Regions from separate parts of the Bos taurus genome. Here region 1 is linked to region 2. The links are chromatin contacts, called in public Hi-C maps. All regions are on one chromosome and are shown on one strand. Each heading gives the region's core, a stretch centred on a gene start, on an enhancer-like site or on the middle of the called end of the contact. The rest is flanking DNA. Distances are from core to core; before and after follow the strand shown.

The links. A called contact is a pair of places that touch in the nucleus more often than the background predicts.
Region 1: a contact with region 2 is called in a Hi-C map of skeletal muscle, with 5 times the contacts expected there. The contact joins the enhancer-like site here to the promoter of H3-3A in region 2. A contact is called at or near these places in 3 of 11 Hi-C or Micro-C datasets (liver, skeletal muscle and an unstated tissue).

Annotation. Positions count from the first base shown.
Region 1 is chr16:29,119,720-29,122,419 of ARS-UCD2.0, forward strand. No RefSeq gene overlaps it. Among named protein-coding and RNA genes, the nearest start is that of H3-3A, 41 kb to the left of the region's middle. Within about 2 kb of position 1,337, at least 96 of the 102 cell types and tissues checked have an H3K27ac peak or open chromatin away from gene starts, as enhancers often do. A contact at or near this core is called in liver and skeletal muscle, where this site is marked.
Region 2 is chr16:29,078,385-29,081,084 of ARS-UCD2.0, forward strand. It overlaps H3-3A (H3.3 histone A), which reads left to right and starts at 1,279. Exons shown (of 4, transcript NM_001014389.2): 1 at 1,279-1,372.

The DNA.
Region 1 (2,700 bases), core at 87-2,586, 41 kb after region 2:
CTCAGCTCTGCCCTTGGATGTCTCATGCACACCTCCAAACCTCATCTGTTCAAACTGCACCCCAAAGAGGCCCACTCCCACCCACCGAACGAGCAGGGCCAGTTTTCTCCATCTTGGTTAATGGCCACTCTTTCTTCCTGTTGCTCAAGACAAAGCCTTGGTACTCTCCTTGTCCTTTCTTTATCTCTCTCTTACCTCGTATCTGGCCTGGCAATAAATCTTGTCAGTTTTCCCATTAAAGTATTTCCAAAATTCCATTTCCGGTCATTTTTAGCTCCCAACACCGTTGGACATGTCCCTCATGGCTCCTAGATTACTAAAGGGCCTCCTGGCTTCTGACCCTGCCTCCGGCAGTCTGTCCTCATTCAGAATGCTGCTTTTAAAAGAAATCAGAATGCGCCCTTCTTCTGCTCAGAACCCTGCAGGGCTCCCAACTCACCCAGGAGAGAAGCCCAAGTCCTTACAATGGCCCCACAAGGCCTTCCCTCATCTAATCTCCCCTGCCCTCCACCCGACCCCACCCCTCCGCAGCTGACCCCTTCAGCCCCAGCTTCTCCTCCGCCACCCTGCTTCAGCCACACTGGCCTCCTGGCTGCTCCTGGAACACTGTAGGCAAACTGAAATCTCGCTATTTCCCTCCATGTACATTTCACACCCTCTTTCCCTGCATTTTTTGCCTTTTGCCTCAATTACTGGCACGCTATGTATTTCACTTATGCTGTTCTGTCTCTTCCATTATAATATAGCTCCAGGAGGGACTTTTGTATGTGTTTGTTTTTGCTGCTCTCAACTGGGTGCCTAGAATAGTACCTGGAACCTATCAGGCGCTCAAGAAAAATTTTGAGTGAGTGACTTCCAGGAAGACAGAAAAACTGGAGCAAATCCAGGGGCAGTTGCTGCCTTGAGAAGCCTGAAGCTGAAACTGGCAGGGGGCCCAGACCGCTCCCCGGGTTGGGACGGGGTCAGGGGCGGTCACGGAAACCTCCCTGCACTGGAATCTTGCTATCCGCAAGATGGGAGCGGGAGCAGGCAGCTCAGTCTTGGGAGAGCGGCGGGGCTGTGACCTGCTTCCGAGAGGCTGGCAGAAAGGCAGAGGCGGGTTGGCTTCCTCCGCTACAACCGCCTCCCGGCCCAGGGAAGCCCGGGAGATCCGAATGTCGAAGAACTCTGAAAAAGCAAAACGTGTCTTTAAACGCAAGCAGGGGATTTGTGCGGAGGATCCTAAATGACAGCTGCCCCCGCGGAGGAGCACGGAAGGCGGGCCGGGCTTTGTCCCGGGGGGAGGAGCTGAGGGCTCGGAAAACGCGCGGGTCACGTGGCTGCCCGTGGGCACCTCCCCGCTCCAACCCCGCGGGACCCGCGCTCGGGGGAAAGGAGCTGGAGGCGGGCTGTGGGCCGTGAAGCCCGGGAGGGCAGCTGAGGACGCATCGCGGCGGTCAAACCCTCCCCGTCTTCCGTCCCGCCGGGACAGTGCAAGCCCGAGCCACCGCTCCGAGCCCGGCGGGCGACCTCCGGTGCCCGGGGCCACTCGGTGCGGGCGCGCGCCCGGAGGCCCCCTCTCCCGCCGCCGGTACGTCCGCGCCGCCGGCGCGCACGCGGGCCGTGCGTACAAAGGAGAGCCTTTCCCGGGCGCCCGCGCTGCCGCGGCCCCAGCCCAACGCGGGGCGGGGGAGGATCGCCCGCGAGCGGCTCCCGGGCCGCAGGCTCCCCGGACGCCTGCCCCAGAGCTGCCCTTCATTTATTTATTTTGGTGGAAGAAGGCGGGGGTCATCTATCTTGGAGCAGAAAATCTTTCCAGGAAGTTTGTACCTATTAATATTTCAGTTCCTGGCAGCGGCTTTTAAGTGTCGGTGCGTGGGGGAAGGGCCAAGTTCAATGCGGCAGGAGAGGGAGCCGCGGAGCCAGGCCAAGTGTTCTCTGTAGGCCTGAGGCGGTGGGGCCGAGGGGGAGGCCCGCGTCTCCCAGACACGTTCCTTGCGCCGCATCCAGGAGCCGCCCGGACCCCGTGGGCCGCGGGCACGACGGCGGCGGGTGCTCTTGGGAGCGTCGCGCTCCGGGCTCCTGCGGGGAGAAGCGGACCCCGAGTGTGCCACCGGAGAGGGGACGTCGGAGGGAGCGGGGAGGAAGGAAAGGCGGAGCCGGGAGCACCCAGTCTCGGAGGGCGCATCCCCGCGAGCGAGGGTCGGCTAGCTGGGTCTCTGCAGCTCAAACCGCAGCCAGCGTTCGCGGGGAACCGACGACGGTGAGGGCCAGAGCTCCGACAAGGTCCAGACGCCCTTTCTGACCTTGGTCCGGTCGCACAGTGGGAGGGCGCTGCAGCAGAAACTGACCTTATAAAGCTCGGATACTCCTCGCAACCGCCCTGCAAGGTTATCATTATCTCCAGTCTTCAGAAAATGGAGCTCGGAGAAGTTAAATAACCTGCTACACAGCGAGGTCCCCTTTTTGGAAATATCTTGCAAGAAAGCGTCCCTTGGTAGCAAATGCATCGCTGCTCGCTATGCTTCCTATAGTAGTCTCCCCCGCCCCGATACACACAGAATCACCCGCTAAGGGGAACCACGGCAACGAAGAGAACTCTAGACCCACAGCACCAAGACTTGTCAGCTTTTCAGAATCCCCTTCATTCACCGCAGAAGTGCCTGCTTAGGCTTTTTAGCCAATCACACAACTGGAACATCGATCATTTTGCCAAAGAAA
Region 2 (2,700 bases), core at 29-2,528:
CTTCTATTGAAAACCTTAGCACGTAGTTTCAAGTGTTGTCAAAGCCATCTAGGGACGGTGCATATATTCTAAGGCCAATGAAATGACAACGTGGGTAACTTGAACCTGAAATCTGTTTCCTATGCTACTGAGAATTGGAAAATGGATAAATGTGATGATCCCCAAAGACGTTTTCCTTACTTATGCCACTTACCGCCGCATCCAACTATTCAGAAGCTGCTGACATTTGACTATACGGCATTTGGCAATTCTACCTAAAACTGAAATGGTTAAAAAGCCGAACTGGCTGGTAGAACAGCTGCCAAGGCTGGTATTCAGGCCCTCGGGCAGTTAGCTGTGTATTCCATATATTGTTTTAGAAGCTTACAAAATACAGCCATCTTGCATCAGGCATCCCGACCCAGGAAGAAGGCGAGCCCCGTCCCTGGCCGTCTCCGTCGGCCTGGAGATGCCACCTGCGAGGAGCCAGGCGTCCCAGGTGGCAGAGTTCTCGCGGACCGCCTGCAGCCCGCAACCTGCACCGCGAGACCGCCACGGCCCGAGCCGGTGTCTTGAGTGAATAAAGTTGTCTGCGGGCTGCCCGGCCGCACCTGGCCCGTAGCGAAAGGAGGGAAACGGCCGCCGGCAGCCCTGCCAGTGCTAGAGCAGCCCCAACCGAATGTAGGCGCGGGGTGCAAGGTTTCTATTTGCAAGCTTCCTGTCGGGTAGTGTTTGCAACTGGGGCTCGGAGACTGGGCCGGCGGTGTCCTCCTCCCCGCCCCCCGCCGTCCGGGGCGCCTCGGGGACGCGCGCCGGAGCGGGGCGCCCCCTCCCTCACCCTCCCCGCCGCTGCCCGAGACGCCCGCAGGCCGGGCGTTCACCCGCCGCGCCTCCTCCCGCCCGCCCCTCCCCCCAACTTCCCCCTCGGCGCCCCAAACCCGAGCTTCCTGAGTTCCATGACGTGTGCGCACGGAGCTGGGTGGGAGTGCGGGGCCGGGGAGCTGGAGTTAAAACGGGGGTGGGCGGGCGGCCGTCTCGGCGGGAGCCGGCGGCCCTTCAGCGTGTCTTTTGTGTTTGTACACACACTGCGCGAGGCAGCCGGGAGGAGGGAGCGGGCGGCGCGCGGGGGAGGGGCGAGCGCGCGCCAGCGAACGGGCGCGCGGGGGGAGGGGGGAGGCGGGGCGCGAGCGAGGGGGCGGGGGCGGGGCCGAGCCTTCCCTCCATTGTGTGTGATTGGTTGGCGCGCGGCGCGGGGGCGGGGCGGCTTGTGTTGGGGGATAGCCTCGGTGTCAGCCATCTTTCAATTGTGTTCGCAGCCGCCGCCGCGCCGCCGTCGCTCTCCAACGCCAGCGCCGCCTCTAGCTCGCCGAGCTCCAGCCGAAGGAGAAGGGGGGTAAGTTTCCCCGTCTGCCCGCTTCCCCGGAACCGAGCCCCGCTTGCCGTCAGCCCCGGGCCGGGCCCCGGCGGTGCCGGGAGGGGACCCAGGGTCCCTCCGGCTTGGCCCCAAAACTTTTTGGCCCAGAAATGGAGGTGAGGAGCGAGTTTTCCTCTCCCCTCAGGCAGCGGCGGCTCCGGCGGCTCCCCAGTCTCTCGTCGCCTCAGCCCAACAGCAGCAACCGCCGCGTCGCCGAGCCTGCTCTCCCTCCCCGCGCCCCTAGCTCCTTTTTCTTCGGTGAAATCCCGCCCGCCGCCCCTTCCCGGGACCCCAGACCTTCACCACGACCCGCGCGGGCCTCTTAACTACCGACCCCGGACCCCGGACCCCAGTTTTCGGGCGGGAAAAGGGTGGAAATCGCCGCTGCTTCCCACCCTGGGGTAACTCGCTTTTTGCTGCCTCCCCACAGTTGTTGCTAAGCTTCACCATCTTGTCTCTCTTCTCTGGTCACCGACCATATTTTTTCCCCCGTTTCTCTCTTCCCCATTTCAAAAAAGGAGGAAAAAATTTTAAAGAGAAACATTTTTTTCTCCTTTTTAGAGAAGCGGAAACTTGATGCATTTGAAATGCAAAAAAAACTTTTGCATTTTGGAGGGCGGCACGTGGCAGGGGATGGAGTATTTTCGAGCGATTTGGTGTTTTGTCTCTTTGGAAAGGAATCGGATACGTTTTGCGATTGTTTCCATTTTGTTCTGGTCTGGGAGCCGAGTTTGTGCCTGCGCGAGACGCTAGGAGCGAGGCGGGCAGGCTGGGGGACCCTGTGTTGAGGGGCCGGAGGAGGCGAAACCAAAAGTTTATGCGGTGCTTGAGGTGGACCAGTCGGCCAGTCTAGTGCGTTAATTAAAGCCTGGGTGCGGGGCAATTTTTTTTTTATTATTTCATTGCGAATCCTCTGAGGACTGGACTCGAGGGCGGTGCTTTGTAGAATGCTCGCTGTTGGTAGCTGTTGTTCCCCTTGTTTTTTGAGACGCCTTTTTGTCAACAGAACTGTAGAGATGCAAAACCAGGAATGTTTTCAGATATTTACAGCAATCTATCAACTGCCAGACGTAAAGGGGGGGCGGCGGGGGGGGGTGACTAAAACCTTTTTTGCTGTAATTTGACTCGACCTTTCTGTGGTGTGTGGCTTAGTTCTTTTGACTTGTTCGTGGATGGAATGTTTACAGACATTTCTAATTTCCAGTTTATTTAAAGAAATGGAAGCGAAGGCTGTTGGGGGGTCTTTTTGATTTGCCGTTTATCGCTGATTGGGCATTTTGAGAGATGACTGGTGTTAAGGCTAACAA